Linked DNA regions of Gossypium hirsutum: region 1 is linked to region 2. A link is a contact called in public Hi-C data. All regions are on one chromosome and are shown on one strand. The core of a region is the stretch at or near the end of the contact, and the rest is flanking DNA. Distances in the headings are between cores, read along the strand shown. Region 1 holds the start of LOC107901855 (pyrophosphate--fructose 6-phosphate 1-phosphotransferase subunit alpha). Region 2 holds the start of LOC107901860 (BOI-related E3 ubiquitin-protein ligase 1).

The links. A called contact is a pair of places that touch in the nucleus more often than the background predicts.
Region 1: a Hi-C map of leaf shows a contact between it and region 2, with 1.8 times the contacts expected there. The contact joins the promoter of LOC107901855 here to the promoter of LOC107901860 in region 2. A contact is called at or near these places in 3 of 34 Hi-C or Micro-C datasets (anther and leaf).

Annotation. Positions count from the first base shown.
Region 1 is chrD06:53,158,924-53,163,736 of Gossypium_hirsutum_v2.1, reverse strand. It overlaps LOC107901855 (pyrophosphate--fructose 6-phosphate 1-phosphotransferase subunit alpha), which reads left to right and starts at 2,930. Exons shown (of 4, transcript XM_016828014.2): 1 at 2,930-3,088; 2 at 3,173-3,238; 3 at 3,921-4,081; 4 at 4,612-4,813. The coding sequence starts at 3,058. The coding sequence ends at 4,734. It overlaps LOC107901854 (a long non-coding RNA gene), which reads right to left and starts at 2,700. Exons shown (of 2, transcript XR_005914606.1): 1 at 2,147-2,700; 2 at 1-622.
Region 2 is chrD06:53,024,816-53,030,182 of Gossypium_hirsutum_v2.1, reverse strand. LOC107901860 (BOI-related E3 ubiquitin-protein ligase 1) reads right to left here and starts at 2,990. Exons shown (of 3, transcript XM_016828019.2): 1 at 2,609-2,990; 2 at 2,128-2,488; 3 at 1,248-2,025. The coding sequence starts at 2,670. The coding sequence ends at 1,453.

The DNA.
Region 1 (4,813 bases), core at 1,681-4,180, 130 kb before region 2:
TATTCTCAAAAAACTGAAACAGATTGAACAAAGGAAGTTGGCAAAATCCATGTGGGGATGGCAAACTCAAATTCCAGATATCGAATGAACATTCTGATGAAACACAAGCGAAAGAGCTCATTCTGATGAAACAGAGGCATCGATATTGCTTAAGGACCTTCCTTTGTAGACAAACATGCTAGATATACGTAATGAACATTCATCACCCCTTTTCTCTAGCATCAAATACTAACAGAGAAAGGCACATATGCCAATTCATACATTAATCATACATTGCTCACTTGACAATCAGTCCACATTCGGATGCTAAATCATGCCAAAATTACCAAAATTCATGACATAGGCACATATGTATTTACCTACCATCAACCAAATATAACAGTTCATCACTTCCATTTTGCAAATAATTTATAATAACCACAAATGCATATTATACCAAATCATATATCAAGCACACCACAAACATATAACAACCACAAATGCCATGCCATTAGCAGACCAGAATCAAGAAATAAGACATTTTAAAGACGCTCAACACTAACCTCTTATGAAAATATCAACCAAGGCCACTAACAGGAGTAAGAATGCTGAGGTAAAGGCTAGGACAGCAAGAACTGTATAGCTGGAGGTCAAGCATAGAAAGAAATTAGAACCGTGTCAGCAAGAACATTAGCTGCAACAGTTGATGCAACCATTTAAAATCTTTGGAAATATTTGATGTATCATGCCAGGGCATATATGTTCAAATTGTAACCAAACATTGGTAGTTGATATTTAAAACTAGCAATTTTCAGTATGCATTATTGACTATGAATCTTATTTGTGCCTGCTTGAATTTCGACAACACAGCATGTAAAGAAAAGCAGAGATCCGAGATGGGAAGAAGAATTTCAGTTTATGGTGGATGAACCACCCACGAATGATAAAATTCACATCGAAGCGTTCAGTACATCTTCCAGGATAGGGCTACTGCATCCCAAGGTGCATAACAGGCTTATTTTCTCATTGTCTGTTTGAAATATAAATACATGTTTTGTGTACTCGAATAATAATACTTGTTTACATGTATGACCAGGAATCTTTGGGTTATGTTACTATAAGCCTACCTGATGTTGTGAATAACAGAAGAATCAATGAAAGGTATCATCTGATCGACTCTAAGAACAGTCGGATTCAATTCGAGATGCAGTGGAGAACTTCTTAGATATGCCAGCAATTTGTTTATGAGGAAAAGAAGGTAGTCGTGTTACTTGAGACTACAGCACTGTCACTATGTTTCTTTCTTCCCTTCCCTTCTCCTGTTGATCAAGCTTCTTGACTCTCTTTTTTAGTGTGTTATTAATTAGTATGTCAATAAATATCAACTTCCTTGCAAATCTTCTATGCTAAATAAACTAATTAGTATGTCAATATATATCTGTTGAAATATAGATGGTAGGGGAGTAGTTTTAGATTAAATTGATGAAACCTTTCGTTTTTACATGAAGTTGATGGAAATATGCAAAGAAATCTCAGTAAAACTCAAATTATAGCACCTCGCTCTTTAACAGAGAGCGTTCTATTATTCAGGCTATTAATTTCTACCCTCTAAGAACATTTTGAGGCTATTAATTTCTAGTCTCAAAAACCAATTCTTTAGTCAATTGAATATGGTTAGCATACGAGAAAATGAACGAACAAAATGGATCATTATCAGTGAAAACAGGCAACACATTTTCAAACAAACGAACAAACAAACGAATCAATATCAGTGAAAGCAAGTGGAACAAAAACATAATTCAATAAAGATCTTATCATTGTTTCGTTTTTCCTTACAATTTGAAGGATTTGAAGGATCATAATCTCGTATCTATATGTGTGGGGTAAAGAAAAACCACAAAAACACCTACATTTGAAAAGGGAAATTCAGACAGAAGGATACTAGGCATTCGAAAATGGTGTAAGAGGAAAATGAATTTTAGTCCATGTCTTGTAATTTATTACTATAAAATAACAAAACCAGGACAACACATGTCAAAATGAAGAAATTTTCTTCCTAAACAAAAATGGATCGGTGGCAAAAAATGGATCTGACCACATACAGAGAAAATACTAAACAAAAAATGGATCAAATCGCAAATGAGGAAATTTGAAACAGATCCGTTACCTACTGCTCCGATAAAGGCTTGCACTGCAGCAGCTGCGATATCCATTCGTCCAGGTTCCAATACGAGTTCGAACCCACAGAAAACCATGGTGATAATCGACAGAGAGGAATAAAGGAATGAAGGAGGAGAGTGGGGGATTACTGGAAAAAGATAAGAATGAAGTTTTCTAACAGAAATGAAGGAATGAAGAAGGAAGGACTGGAAAAATCGATAGAGAGGAAAGCCAGTAAAACGTCTTAGGAAAATTGAAAGGAGATGACATTTTTCCTAAATTGTAAGTAATTTTACCCGTTGATTTTCTAAATGAAAAATATTTTCCGCCAAACAAACATCGAAAAAGTTAGAAATAATTTTCCAAAAAATTATTTCCGTCAATCAAACAGACTCTAAGTTAAAAGTTTGGGTGTTTTAAGTTTAAATCTTATTCAACTCATGTTTTCTTGAATTCTAAATTTTTTAAAGCTTCAAAATTTACTCTCTCTTTGGTACTTTTATGTTTGGGATTCAGGATTGTCTTTCTCAATAATATTATTTTTAAGATTCGAACTCCGTTCTTTTATTGAAAATACAATGTGTCTTAGCACTGCATTCAATATTTAATGACTCAAAATTTTACTTTTTATGTCAATATAGATTTGATCAAACTATCTCTCGGTTAAAATGGATAAGGGGAAAAAGGAAAAGAAAGAGGGCTTTCAAAGGAAGACCAATAAAATCTCGAATCTCGAATTGCAATTTTCTTGGGCCTAGCCCATGTTAAATCATTTTAAATCAGGGGGTAAACTTGTAACTTGCGCATGTTTCATGGAGATAGGCTGACAAAAATATGAAAAGTAAGTAAACTGCTATGGAGCTGAAGGGCAGGTAGGATTGTCCAATTCAAACAATCTTTTTTCTTTTTTAGACGAGAATGGATTCGCTTGATACGCTTGGTTCTTCTAGTAAGCTGTTACATTTTCATTTGGCTTAAATTTTTTTCAATTTTAACTGGTAATATTTATCTGAAAACTTACTCCCATTGGCAGAATGCCGCAAAGAAGAAAGAACCCCAATGCATTTTCCTACTTTATCTGGCTGGATTATAAATCATGGTACTTTATTATTATTATTTTTTGTATTCAAGGTATTTGAATGATTTGTTTTCTGATACCAAGTTAGTCTATCTTGAGTATGATTAAATAAAATCATTTTACGCTAGAATCTGAGGATTTCATGGTGACTTGTAAAATTTTACTAGTTAAATTGTATATTGCTTTGCACACTATTGATATTCTAGATGCTAAGGAGAGTTTTAGCGTGGTTGGAGGAACTTTTTGTGATATGGGAGATTTGAATAGCCATCTCTGGTACATAATCCTTAGGCTACACAATAACAGAGAGATTCCTTTGTTGTGTAATAAATCCTTCAGCTACACAATTTGCTAAGCTTTAAAAAAACCGATTTTTGTTGTCCTTCATATTACAATGAAAAACGTTTTTCTGTGGTTCTCAAGCAAAACAAAGTCAAATTTGCTTGAGATAGACATAAACATCCCTGTCACTGAGCCCTTTGTTTGAGACTATGGAGTATGGTCTTACTCCTGCATAACTCGTTCAAAATCTTCTTTCCTTGTTTCTTCAGTTTTTATTCATTTCTTTTTCATTTCTTCTTATTCCTAGTCAATAACAAGCATATGAAATTTGGTGGCAATAGCCCTCTGTCTTTTGACACAATCCATAAGATAATCCAATATACTGATGCCTATGACAATTGTCTATCTTGGGAGCAAACAGAAGAATCAGATAACATAAACAATGTAATGGATGAGCTCTATCGAGAAGCAGGAACCACATTGTTGGAAGAACCAGATTCCAGTATGGAGCTTATGGATACGCACAGAGAGGATGAAGATCACATTAGAAAGATAAAGGAATTTCAGGATTACCTTCAAATGGTATATATATACTTACCCACTTACCCCTTCTATTTTTCATCTTTTAAAAGTTTTGGCATGTGAAATTCTGTTAGCTCTTGGATTGTGTATTGTTGGTAATTTTGTGGCTAGCAAACATGAATTCCTTTTATTGACGGGCAGAAAGAAGATTAGTGTAGCAGTATCCACGTTGATTAGATTACTGCCTTCTTTAGTTCAGATATGAACATTTTCAGCTTGGAAATATGTTTACTATAAAGTTTTGAGTTAATGGGTTCACATCCTTGCTGATTCATGCTCTTTGAACTCAACCGGTACATTTCCGTTCATTGAGAAGGCTTAATTTCTTGGATCTATCACAGTCCGTATTTTATATCAAAATTTGACTCAATGCTCTGGTTTTCACAGGATGGGCATTATGTACGTATATTTTTAATATTGGGGCATATCTAGTTTTGTTTCTTGTGAATCAAATTGTGTAAATTAAAAACCTTCTACAACTTTTAAATAAGTCTAACCCTGAGGTTAACCTAGAGCTTGGTATGTTGCAGGTGAAGATAACGATTAAACCAGGTTGTTCAGAAGAAGTGTTAAAGGTGGCATTGAATTCCATGTCCTCGCTACTAGGCATACTTGCTTTCATGTCATATCCAAAACACCGTTCCTCACTGTGAACAAGAATTAACTCGAACACCATGATCTTGTTGTACACCAAGGATGAATCTGCTACTGGCATTTCCTTTAGAAGAAAAT
Region 2 (5,367 bases), core at 1,741-4,240:
GAACTGACATGATTTTAAATAATAAAAAGTAAAGGGACTCAATTTCTCAAAATTAAAACATATGGACTAAATTTTAAATTTTAATAAAGTATAAGGACCTTTGGCATATTTAAACTTATAACTAAAACTAATCTATTTTTAAAGTTTGGTCAAATTCTACTATTACTAAGTTGTGCATTTAGTCCAAATTAATTCCTAATTTTAAAATTTTAATCTTGAGTCACATAGAACAGTTAAATCCTATATAAGCATAATTTGTTAATCAAAATAGTAACAATACAATTATAATTTCTCAATCAAAACAATATAGCCAAGGAACCAAACCTGGAATAGATATGGGACAGCCCCCCTCTCTTAGATAGTTGGATAGAGTTTTATTTCTTACAACTAAAAGTAGCAAGGAAAGCTAAGGCAACCTTTTAAGTAAGGCAGTGGATAGTATTAAATACCACACATTCAAAGGAATAGCTCTCCCCAGTACCAATAATGTAATCATAAAAGGAAAGGCAACGAATACTTGGTTGCCTAGAAAATGATAGCTAGCTCTAATTCCTTGGCTGTTGGGGAGTCCCATAATTACTTTGTTTGCCTTTCAAAATTCTTTTACACAAAAGGGAAAGGAAGAAGAGCATCCTAAAAAAAAAGGGTTTATTTTGTGATAATCTTGTGAGGAATTATATCATAAAAATAGACCATTGACAAGTGAATGAAAATATTTGCTTTAGATATGTCTCTGCCTTTTTAACTCCTTATAATATAAAAGAAAATTCGGACAAAACTCCAATAGGTGAAAAAGAAAAAGAATGGGGAGAAATCAATCATTCCATTTCATTTCAATTTCAATTTGAGAAGTGAAGTATAAACCAAAGTCGTGGTTAATTCTTTTTCATTTTTCTCGCCTAAGAGGGCTTTGGATCTTCATTAATTAAGGTTTTATTATTATTATTACTAGAAGAAAGGGAATTTGAAAACTTTTATCGTTTAAGTTCACCAACATTGAAAAAGTTTTCAACTCAGTAGTTAAAGGGGACTAGAAAAAGAAAAAGTTACTAAATTAGATATGATTCAAAGATGTTTGGAGTAAAGTGATGGGAGGGGAGTAACCCCACTCATTGCCTTTTCCGTGGGGGCATAGAACAAAGGGCCAATGGCTCTCTTGAGTGGCGGCCACCCTTTAATTTCCATACACCAAAAAAGTAAAAAGGAATGGATCGAGGAATGACCACCTCCCCTCTAAATTTATAACATATCTAACTTACCCATTCTTTATTTCTTTTTACATAATTTGACCCAGTAAATGAACAATAGAGCTGTAACTTTGACCATTTTTGTTATACAAAATTCATCAAAGTAAAACTCTTGATCCATTTGTAGAAAGATATTTGCATTTCCTTTTTCTTGATTTTGTTTCACTAAACAACTGTAAGAAAAAATAAAAAGAAAAGCAAGTGTTCATAACATGTTAACATGAACACTGGCGTTGGTAAGAGAAAGACAAACAGGGCAAGTGCCTACCATGGTGGACCCACACATTGTACAAAGACATAGATGTCTGCATGGCAGCAACAGGACACTTGACTCTTTCTCCCCACACTTTCTGCACTTCCTATTATTGTTCCCAACAACCACCGCCTTATTATTATCCTGCGCCCCACAACTCCCCTGTGCTTGTGGTGTCACCACCTCGCGCCACCCTTGGTCGCTGCTGCCACAGCTGGACTCTGCGTCATCTGCCAAAGCGGCACCTCCTCCCCCGCTGTCTCCCGCATGTGCCAGGACTTGTTCTAGATTGTTGCGTAGGGAATTGGCCGTCGCTTCGTTTGTTTGTGCCAAGTCTCTCCACAGTTGATTCTCTACGTATAGGCTTTTAACCCGTTCTTGAAGAACCCAGTTGAGTTTCCCTATTCTCTGGATTTCTTCATCTTTTTCCTTGAGTTTCTTCATCACCCTTTCTTGGATCGCTGTAATAAACATTCTTGACTGCCTCTTTCGTCTCTCTTCAACTTCCAACCTCAATTTTTCTGTCTGTAATTAATGTGTAAAACATACCAATTTTAATTGACCATAAGGAAACAACTGTACTAACAAAAGTTGGTTTTTTAAAAAAATAATAATAAAGGAACTTACATGATCAGAAATAAAACGGTCAATATCATGTTGTTGTTGGATCTGGGAGAAGACATCATCATCAACGTCTGAGGAAGCACCAGAAAGGTTGTTGTTTTGAGGGAGTGAATATGAATCAAAGCCATTGGTGAATGAATCTCTAGACCTTTTTCTTGGAGCTGAAACTGGGATACTCATGTTGTAAGTTGTAAGACCGCTATCAGCTTTGTTGGCTGAAATATTTGGATGACAGAGGAGGGGTTGATATAATGGTAAAAGTTGTGAACCTTCATGCATTGAATTTGAATCAATTAAAGGAACACAAGAATCCATCTGGGTATTGTATATATCCCCAATCCCTTGATTTGATTTAATAAAATCTCTGCTACAACAACCAAAAAAAAGAAAGAGATCATGTTAAACAAGGAAAGAAACTTGAGAATAAATTAAACCCATTTTTGAAAAAGAAAGAAAGAAAAGGGATATAGAAGATTTCAAGCACCTGTGACTATTGGTGATGAACTGAGAAGAGAAAATATTCAGATGCCGAGCTTCAACTGCCATTGAAGGAACGATAAAGAGAGCCTTTGGATTTCAACAAGGAGAGAACAACGAAAATAGATCAGCATGAAAACACGCACACATATATATAAAAGATAATATATATAATAAAAGAAAAGAGATCCCACAATTAAAACAAGAGATAGGAAAGAGGGAATCAAGTAGTTATTTATGGTACACAAAATTTTCTTTGATAATTAGTAAAACATGGAGTGGCAGATTTTGTTCCTTGGATTTGGTTTCCATATAACTTCTTTCTTATCCCTCTTTTTTAACTTTAGCTGGATTTTTCTGTATTTTTATTTTAAAGTTTCTATTTGACTGAGTAAAAAATATAATCTTAGAAATCTAGGTATTTGATTTATATCTTGGCTTAACAATTTGTCTAAAGTATAAAAATTAAAAAAACAAAAAAAAAACAAGTTGATTGAGTTTTAGCTCGATTAGTATTGATATTGTTGTGTCAATATAGGAACTATTTAAAGATTGAGAAAGGAGTATGAATAATTCTAGGTATTCTATAAAAAAGAGCATATATTATAACAACCTATAATAAGTTAATGTTAAAAAAATAAAAAAAAATTATCTTTCTTATTTTACCTATCAAATAAACTTAAATTGCAACCTTTTTTTTGCTTTTCTTTTTACCTATTTTATTCAACCTTAATTTTTTTTAAGGATAAAATTGATTTCAATTAAATATTAATAGCATCAGTCATAATAACTTGGTGAATACAATAGGGATAATTAGAGGTGTTCAAACGGTTACTTGATCGATTAATCGAATCGAACTAGTATTAACCAAATGTTTTAATCCTTTAACCATTAACCGAACTGAATTTTTTTCAAAAAAATTTAATCAAACCAAAATATTTCGGTTAATTCAGTCGATTAACCAAATTAACCGAACATTAAATATTCTTTTTTTTGTTAATTCCAACGCCTCCTTTACAACAATAGCTAAGGAAACTAGCATCAGAATTGACCTTATTTAAGCCAACATTTGTTCCTTTCCAATTGCATGGTGGCAGACGCCCTTGCTAATCCTTTAAGATTTGCAGTAATATACATACAATGCAGGTTTTTGGCATTCTCAATAATTTTGGCATCAAAATCTTTAGCATTTATGAAAATAAAGCATTTTCAGAGATCCATAATGACCACAAAAGGAATAAAAATATATCGAAGTCTTCTTTTTTAAGTTCCCTCACTGCCAATTTGATCCACTCAACTCTACTTGAGAACTCTCCATTATGCATCCTATTCGGGGTATCACTTTTCATCATTACCCTATTAGTAATAGGACATTCTCTTAGTGCGTACAATGTGTCCTCGACCTCATAGCCACATCTCAAGCAAGAAATGTTTATACCTTGTAAACAAGACTTCAAAGCACAATCGGAAGGTAATATGTTGTTGCAAATTTTGCACGAGAAAACTTTAATCTTGTTGCCAACATTAGCTCTCCAAATTGATTTCCAAATAAATTTGTGTGGCCTCAAGTTATTCTCCCCTCGAAGTAGATATCAATATCCATTTCTAACCGAGTAGATTCCATTAGAGTTCTCATTCCAACTAGTTTATCTTCAATTTCTGGCCTCATCAATGGGATCTTAAGAATGGATTCCAGTTCTTCGTTTGAAAATTCATCCTTGATGAGATCCTCTTTCCATTGCATTCGGTTCACATCAATGAAGGCACACACTTTAGCCTCTCGAAAAATGTTGTGGCATAGAGATAGGACCAATAAGTTCTGTTGCATGGGGACCCAAACATCTTTTTTTATGTGTGTGGATTTTCCATTCCCAATTATTCATTTAGTTCCTATAACATTCCTTACCCGGTCCAGTCGCCAAACTTAAGCTATAGGAGGTTACCAAACGAAACTCACATAACTTTCACATACTTTAACATAAGAAAGAGCATATATTATAAGAACCTATAATAAGTTAATGTTAAAAAAAATTATCTTTCTTATTTTACCTATCAAATAAACTTAAATTGCAACTTTATTTTTTGCTTTTTTTTACCTATTTTATTCAACCTTAATTTTTTTGGGCAAAACACCATTAAAAGCCCTTTTTTTATAAATTTATCGAAATTGGCCTGGTATTTTATTATTTACCAGAATGGCCCTTTTCCCTGAAATCGCGTCCACGTCAGCGCGATGTCAGGGGAAGTGGCAGAAAATCGCGTCCCTGAGGGCGCGCTTTGCTTACGTGGACGAAAATCGCTCCTCCAAGGGCATGTTTTGTTGCCACGTAAGCTCTCCCTTGGGGACGCTTTTTGCCTGTTTCTCCCCACGTTAGGTTTTGGGTTTTTAGGATTAGGGTTAGGGTTTAGGGTTTTTAAGATTTTTAGGGTTTTGGAGAAAAAATTAAACAAATAAGGGATTAAGGTTTAGAGTTTCTTAATTAAATTAATTATAATTTTTTCAAAATTGGATTAGGTTTCGTGTTTATGAGTTTTAAAAAAATAATTAAATTAGGGTTTAGAGTTACGTAAGTAATTAAATTAAAAATTTATTAAGGAAATCGCTCCCACGTGGACGCGCTTTTGCTACAGTAGGTCCTGAAAAAATAATTTTGAGTTGACATTTCTGAGAAAATAATATAAAAAATGCTTTAAGCAGGATGCTTTATCAAAAGAATTTCTGAAATCGCTCACATGTGGACGCGCTTTTGCTATAATAGGTCCTGA